Linked DNA regions of Anas platyrhynchos: region 1 is linked to region 2. A link is a contact called in public Hi-C data. All regions are on one chromosome and are shown on one strand. Each heading gives the region's core, a stretch centred on a gene start, on an enhancer-like site or on the middle of the called end of the contact. The rest is flanking DNA. Distances are from core to core; before and after follow the strand shown.

Region 1 (4,128 bases), core at 1,467-3,966, 53 kb after region 2:
GCGCAGGAAAATGTTTTCTTCAGGACATTGCATAAGCACAAAGTTAATTTTAAGTCCATGTTACAGTGCCATAGCAGTCAATACAACAGAAGCATTTACGTTGAAGTCAAGTTAGTACCTGTTTTTAATTGCTGCTGCAAAGGCTTTGCCTAAGCACACTCAGGTGCTGCCTTGGAAAGGAACACGTATCAGCAGAGGGTAAAGTGTTTTGCTAAATCAGAGCATGTTGCAGTACCTTTTATCACTCTGTATAGTCTCCATTACAGGAAGAAAGGTGGCAGAAGCCGAGCTTTTGACATTAGAATGATCCTTCTGCACCCCTGTGGGTTATTTTAATTAAAAAAAAAAAAAAAGTTGAAAAAGCTAATACGGAAGACTTCATTCTCCCATAGGGCACTGATCTTTTCAGTGTGTCTGTAAGGAGCTGCATAGGTCCAATTTAAACTGGAGGAGAAACTGCCCTTGACTTCAGAAAGCTTGTGATCAGGTTCTGAGCGGATGCCATGAGACTAAATGACCTGTACATCACTAAATAGTGCACGATTCCCAGCTTCTGACTGAGAAGGCAGGAATTCTAACTGCAGGACCTGAAGCTGGTGCCACTGTATTTTCTGAGCATACTATCTGGGGAGAAGCAAATCTCTATGAAGGCAAAAATTTGGAAGAAAAATAAAAATAAATAAATAAAAAAATATATTAAGAAAATAAAGCTTTCCTGTTACTCTAACGTGACAGATGCTACAGGAGCTTGGAAACAGTCATCAGGAGGAAAAGAGAGAGTGAAATTATAGTCTTAGGCCTAGCTTCATCATCATGAAGAGGCTTTTGGAAAGTTGGCTCACTCGGTACTTGGGGATGACAACCAGTTTACACAGGCCTCTTCCTCTCTGGAATGCTTTCTCGTCATACGCACTGATAACAGCACCCCCCGTGCCAGGAAGTAATACAAACACATCCTCTTTGAAAAGCTATCTAAAAAAACCGGGAGGAATTTTTTTCTGATTGCAGTAGAGTGACACCAGTCCTACAACAGCCATCTGCATGCCACTCCTGTTTCCTTCCTTGTTTTTATTTTCAGCTCTTTTTATAGCCAATGTATTTCCAAACACTCCACAAGAGATTCTGAGTTGAGAGCTTTTGCAGTTTCTGGTCGCTTGCATTACACTAATGCAACCTGTTTGCAGCAGACCTCCTCATCTATAATTTACTGACACAGCTGGAATAGCCCAAAGCATAACACTAAGCCGTGAGAGGAAAGCAGTGCGACGAAGCAACTAGGTCAGCTACCTGGCCTAAAGAATCAGTGGATTAGCATGGTGTCTCTCACATCTCAGGTGCTCATGTTTCCACCATTCAATGCAGTTTCTGTTTGTTCGGATGAACTCCCTTCTTCCCTATAAATAAAATGATAGTTAGAGGGAACGGAGATGCGGGCATGAAGCAGCACACTATATTTCTTTCCCATGGGAAAGTCCTGTTCAATAAAAACTGAAAACTGCTTTCAAAATCAAGATTCATCTTGGTAATTCTGTCTCCTCCTCAAGCCAGAATGTGTTTTTATACCCTGAAGAACTAAGGGAAATATTCCGAAATGCTTTCAGTAGTGCAAGGAAAGAGTCCCTAACTGTAGCTTGCAGTTTACTGGGAATACGTGCTTCCAGTACTTTGGCTTCCAGACAGTAGAGTCATGATTTCAGAAACCATTTCAAAGAAGGGAATGATGACCGTGGGGTTGAGACGTTGAGACTGGACCAGTCTGGTTCAGTTCTTGGCTCTTTCAGAAAGTATAGCCCTGGGCAAATCATCTGATCGGGTAGCTTCGCCATGAAGTAGGGATGATAATGGGTCCTCTGTCTGACACATCTCATTAAAAGAGCACTTGAGATTTAAAATTACAAGGATGAAAACGATAGATCTGATTCATATCCGTACTTCCCAGAATCCTTTTCTATAGGTCAGGTTTTGATCATTACAGTGGTACAATAAAAAATTATTCCATTGGCTTAGCAGAATTTCTCCAAGTGTTCACTGAGCTAAATGAAGCCGGAACTTAAAATATTAGATCTAAGTGCTTCTTTTTGTTTCCTTTTCTTTGATGGGATTGTATTCATGGCTATTTGGAATGGAATATCTCCAGCTCCCATCTGTCCATGAATGTCTTTTCAGTTTCGACTTGTTAGCTCTGCAGTTCTGCACCATCTCTGGGATTTGCAAACTCCTCCAAATCTAAAAGCAGAGCTCAGTAATATTGCCTCTTTTTTTTTTTTTTTTTTTTTTAACCAAAATGACACACCCCCCAAACTATAAACACAGTAATTAACCCTAAACAATTCACATTTGAAATAGGGAATCAGATCCTCAAAACCACAAGCATACAAATGTTTCCCTAAAGGATAATCAGGATGTTGGACTTGCTAATAATTTTATGTAGGTATGCAAGCTATGAGAGAACCCATATGGTCCTTTTCCATGCTACAGTTCTGCTACAAAGCTATATGCCTGTAGAGTTTCAGCACTTGTTGGCTCTCCTTGATGTTTTCAATATAGCATGTGCTGTTCAAATATGCTTTGAAGGTAAGAATTTTAGCAAGTCATTGCTCTTTGTACTTTCTCTACATCCTGACCCCTCGATACCCTTGAAACTGGAAGTTTCACAGTCAGAAAGGGTGCTACAGAAATATTCCCATCTCCTCTTATCAGCCTTGGCCCATCTGAAAAACAACAGAACTGGAGCTGCAAATGTCTTTCTGCTCACATCTTTCCCTCTCACACATGCCCCAGAGCTATACAATAGGAGAACTGCTTAGAATATCATAGCAGAGTTTTGCCTACAGCAGACACAGCCATCTGCAAAGAATTCACATTTCAAGACCTGCCGGTTCCAATGGATCTGAAAATCACAACTAGTCAGCAGGCCTGGATGCAGTCTGCATTGCTAAACGCTTGGGTGCACTCATATAATTGCATAATTCAGCGTTGTGAACTCCCTCTTCTCAGACAATGTGTTTTAGATATCGACTGCACAGAAGGTCAGCTTGTGCTAGAAAAACAAACAGGCTGCTTTGCTTAGTCCAGCAGCGGAGGGAGGGCTGGGAATAGGCTATGACAGGAGACATCCAGCCCTGTTAATTGTTGTTACTGGGATGTGCTCAGAGGATTTCAACCTAGCTTTTAGCAGTCCAGACTTCATGCTTTTTTTTTCCTTCCGTGTAGTGATGTGTAGAGGGTCTAGTCAAGACTGACTTCTGATGCCATTAGTCATTACGCAGACAGTTCTCAGGCCAAACCACTAAGTGCCTGAGACATACAGGTGCAGCAGAGCGTGCCGCAGAGATGCACCAACTCCTGTTCCCTGCGGTACACTGCCTCTGCTTCTGAAATACTGGGCAGATCAAGTCAGCTTGTGGGGATCCCTAATAACATATTTATTGGATTCTGACAAATTTCATAAAAGAGTAGAGATGTTGCAGATAATTAGGTCCTGACATGTTTGGGGAACCTTGTGATGAAAGTTCCAAGCATTCATTTGATATCAGTACTGATCAGGCACTGGAGAGAAGTTCTCACATGTTCCCATCAGAAAAGCTACATTAGGGGGATGCAGTTAGCCACAAAACCCAAATTGCTTTTTGCTCACAGAATTATCTGACGCATCTGATAGATCATGCACGGGCAGCCCAACTGATTGTGTTAGGCCACACAATCATTTGGAGGTAGGCTGAAAATGGAGGGCTGTCCCCTCTTACGCTCATTCTGTGAATTGAGTTATCCAGGCTCTTGCAGTCAGCACAAACCAACATCCCCAAACACAGGGGCTTCCCCCCAGAGAAGCAGCTGGGAATTAAAGAGGGGAAGAAAAAATAAATCTTTACATTAACGCTGAGCTGAGAAAAGAACCTGAACTTTGACTTGCAGTTGTTATTCATATAGCAACCCTCACCTCAGAGAAAGGCTCCTGGATAATCCTGGAAGCCAAGATTAGAGCTGCACAAGAAAGTAAGAGGAGGAGCCAGGACAGCCCAGCAATCAGGAAATAGGAACATGGGGCTTTGCCCCCACCTGGAGCAAATGAAGAAATGACCGTGTAACTTTACAGACTGAAATGTAACAGGTGGCTGGCTGCACAGA
Region 2 (4,141 bases), core at 508-3,007:
GAAACGCTCTCATACCAACCGAATTCACAGTGCTTTGAAAGCAGCCTGGGGCAGGTGACAGGAGAAGACAGTGAAACAGCAATCTGGAAGTGTTGTGTTTGTCTGTTCTTAAATAACTTGGTCAGATCAACTTGCACACTGAACACACATTCCTAATTACACAGTATCCTTCTATACTTAATTTCAATGTAAATCAAGGTTCTTTCTAGCTCTTACATCTGCTACTGGTATTTGGCTAATGATTCTATCAACTCCAGCAGAAAAACAGCAGGAAGCAAGGGTTTTAAAGAGAAGTGAATCAACTGGCAGACTGCAAGCTATGCGGTGATAACGGGCTGTCAGAGGAATGTTCTGCTTTTGCAAAGCATTGAGCTGAAAAATGCTCAGGTTTCTGAGCAACATCACACTAAACAGAATTGCACCTTCTCTCTGAGCTGGCAGTATTTGGGGAGGGGATTACCCACAAGAAATCTGTTTGCAATCATCAGGTCAAGGATACTGAATGATGGAAGACAACTGGAGCATCAAACTCAACTCTGAACACAAAGGGAATAATCATACAGTTTCTATTGAGTTGGAGAGGGTACTTCCACATACCTTTATTTCAATAGCTGAACATGATGTCAAAAACAAATCCATTCCATAGCTCTAGACGTGTTTGATCACTGCAATTTCTTGCACATCCAAGAACCACAACCTGAAACTGGTTACAGCATATACCCAAAGACCCAAAGGTTTCTGCAGATTGTCTTACATAAAAGGAAGCAGGATGTGATCTGGGTTGCTGAGAACCTAATGCCACAGAACAGAAAAGGCAGTCTGTACCTGACTCAGTCACCTTCCTTAAGCAGCTCAGCGCCCCATTGAGTCTGGAGCACTCTTCATCTCTGGCACCACATCTCTTCATTGTTTCTTTCACCTTTGACTCATTCATTTCGAGTAAGGCATCTAAGGTTAGTTCCTCCGGTATTCTCTGCGGGGGGGAAAAAAAATAAAAAATTCAATGCACATTTTTTAATATACATATATAAATAAGACTGTCATTTGGTTTTCTGATGTAGTGCCATTGTCTCACTACTGGGTCTGACCCATGATTTAGTCATTTGGTAGTGAATTTCTCTTAAGGACCTCTGGGTCAGTAATGATCACGCAGCAGCAGCGCTCTAAAGCTGCTCTCTTCTCTCTACACCACAAGAGACCAGGCGTGTGCCTGAGTGTGCTCTGCATCATTAGGATGTTATTGTCTGTCTCCAATATTGAAGTTAGGATTACAGTTGATTGAAATATTCTTTCCTCTCCGTGTGGAAAGTTTTCATTCAGTATTTTTGAAAAGCTACCAAATGAAGTTCATCTTTTTCATCAAAAAACAAAGAAGGAAAAAAAAATGAAAAATTTTCAGAGAACGGTATTTAGCTTTCTGGCGAGGAAATAAAAAGTGCAAAGTGTGGAAAATGGCATAACAAAACTACAAAGAGACAGTGACCTCTTCCTTGAGTAATTTTTCCTTCACTAAAGGACCAGCCTTACCAATACCTTGCTTAGAACAATATTTGTGAAGAGCTCATTGCGCCCCTTAATATGCTAATGCCCCAAAATAACAAGGTTTAAATCAGGCAGACACAAAAGATGCAGGATGATGGAAAGCATGAAATCATCTGACGTTTCCTTACAAAACTGAGCTGCATTGCCTCTCTCCTTCATCAAATGTTTCCAGTGTAAGTCTGCAGCAATTGTGGTTAATAAACAAAACCAGGATACTCAGTGCAGATACCCAGGAATTTCCCTGAACGTTTTGCCTAAACAAACCTCACTGCTGCCTACTCTCACAATGAGATCACAAATTTCGCAATATTTGGCCTCTTTCCTAAAAGTTTCATTTCAACTCCTGGAGTCATGATACATAATATTTCAACTTTTATTTAAACAGGAAACTTAAGTGTATCTGTTTGACAACAAAAAGCTTGACCCACCCACCAACCCTTCAAACACTAAAAAACTACAAATCAAATTTGAACGAGTGTTACTAAATGTCCTTTTAAGATCACATCTTTCCTAATCCAGGCTAAAGATAGAAGTTAGTCTGCTTCCTAAAATTAAGCGATGAATCAAAACTGCTTTCACTGCTTTAATACAGGTAACTGGTCTCAAACACTCCAAAATGCTCAAATCATTGCTCTGAGAGCACTTAGCTAATCACACCATATTCTAAAGCGACTAAGATAAAGGTTACCTGCCCTACTTTAGGCATCTCAATGTTAAACATCTTAGGTTTGAACTAACTGCCCTAAAATCCACAACTCAGAGATTCCAGCAGGAAGCCAGCACAGGTTTGTTCCCAAAATGCCCCATGCCAACTGGGCTAATGACAACAGCATTAAACCCAGTCTGACTCTGAGTGATTTCCCCAGCACCCTCTGAATTCCAGCCCCCTGCAGGCAGATGAGCAGTGCACAGAGGCATCTTTGTTCAGCTGCATCACAAGGCCAGTTCTGCCATGCAGGGCACCAGCCACACGCTGCTCTGAAAGGGAGAGTTACAGGGGCAGGCAGCCATGGCACGAGCACAGAGGGGAGAAAGCTTTCTGCACCACCATGGTACCCCTGTGCTCCAAAGCAAAGAAGTTAATGCTTCCACCAAGCATAAGAGAAAGCCAGTGTCTCTTACCAAAAAAAAACGCTTTAGCCCCCTTCATGCTTTTACAGAGTCTTTTACAGGGGACTACAGCAATGCCATTCCTGTGTTATCTTGAAACATTTCCTCACTGCCACCACTCCCCGCTAAGAAAACAACCTAGATTACCCAGCCACTGTTTTAAGTAAGAGTGCCGTGCCAGATCCCAGCATAAACTACCAAGTCACGTTACCCAGCATCACTGCACTTCCCCAGCCTTTGCACGGCACAGAAGTAACCAGTAACTTATTACAACTATTACAGGTCAATCAGTAAAGTGAAAGAGACTACAATTTCCCCAGGAAAGCAGAGCACTTCCTTCATAGCCAGTTCCATGTTGAAGCCCAGGCTTCAACAGCCAGCATGAGCAGAGGAGAGCAGGGCCAGGTGGGCTGGCTGGCCCCCGGGGATCCGACTTCCTCAGCACCGCTCTATATGCTTTAAATACATGGAGCCTAGAAAAAAGAAGGAAGTCTCTTCTGCAAGCCTGAGTCTACTCAAGTAGCCGTGATGCAGTCGGGTTTTGTCTGCTCTCCTTCCACAAGGAGGGCAAAGTACAGCAGTTACCTGGGGCCCGTGCTACAGCACCTGTGACAAGAGCCATGCAGTGGGTCCTCAACGGAGTAAGGACTGGCCCATTAGGCCTTCATACTGAAAAAACTGAGTGCTTATTGAAAGTGAACTTCAAGTCGTATCAATGCGAGGAGCTGACTATTTTTAACTCACCCCAAATTAGCTCTCCTGGTTGTGCAAGTATCGACAAGGCTTAACCGGGGAATTCCCATGCCCTGCTGTAAGAGCTATGTGGAATGGCATCTCGGCTTCGCTCCTGCCTTTCTGAGCACAGCACTCCTGCCCAAGGGACGACTCACAAGCACAAAATTGTTGCCACAAGCACTACAGATGCAGGAGGGTGGTGGGCAGGGGTGGCTGCAATATTCACAGAATGGCCGTGGTCCTGCACAGCGGTGTTCAGAGCCTCACAAGCCCTTCTCTCCTTCCCAGAGGAGCACTACCAACATTTACTGGCACAGAGAACTTGCCATTTTTGTCCCACTTCATGGTTAAGCTCCAGGATTGCCCGTTCTTGCAAGGCTGACAGTGTTTAGTGCTTTTCTTTTTTAAAGATCAACCCCCTGCAACAAGGAATCTCCACCTTTCACTTTAGTTTTCAAGCCTTCCTAGTTGTACAGAAAAAAAAATAAAATCAATTTTCAAAAAACCAAAACATTCCAATCTATTGATCTTCTTTGAAGTGTCGGGGCGTTTTTTTTCCTTTCCCTTACTCATCTGCAGTACACAGCCACTAGGGAGGGCTTGAACTCGATCACCCCGAGCTGCCTGGTTTCACTTCCTCAGGTCTGTGCCCTGCAGCCCAACGCGTGGCCACGAGCAGCCCTGGCTCCACGCTGCCCACGTTGCTCTGCATCCCAAGCAGTTTCACACAGACACACACACACCCCCCAACCAA

What was found. A called contact is a pair of places that touch in the nucleus more often than the background predicts.
Region 1: a contact with region 2 is called in a Hi-C map of liver, with 2.9 times the contacts expected there. The contact joins two enhancer-like sites. A contact is called at or near these places in 3 of 8 Hi-C or Micro-C datasets (F1 follicle, liver and skeletal muscle).

What each region holds. Positions count from the first base shown.
Region 1 is chr20:1,086,520-1,090,647 of IASCAAS_PekinDuck_T2T, forward strand. It overlaps LOC139999181 (a long non-coding RNA gene), which reads left to right. Exons shown (of 4, transcript XR_011804338.1): 4 at 1-1,461. Among named protein-coding and RNA genes, the nearest start is that of KSR1, 11 kb to the left of the region's middle. Within about 2 kb of position 2,717, at least 3 of the 8 cell types and tissues checked have an H3K27ac peak or open chromatin away from gene starts, as enhancers often do.
Region 2 is chr20:1,034,349-1,038,489 of IASCAAS_PekinDuck_T2T, forward strand. KSR1 (kinase suppressor of ras 1) reads right to left here. Exons shown (of 19, transcript XM_027472475.3): 3 at 826-973. Among named protein-coding and RNA genes, the nearest start is that of KSR1, 41 kb to the right of the region's middle. Within about 2 kb of position 1,758, at least 3 of the 8 cell types and tissues checked have an H3K27ac peak or open chromatin away from gene starts, as enhancers often do.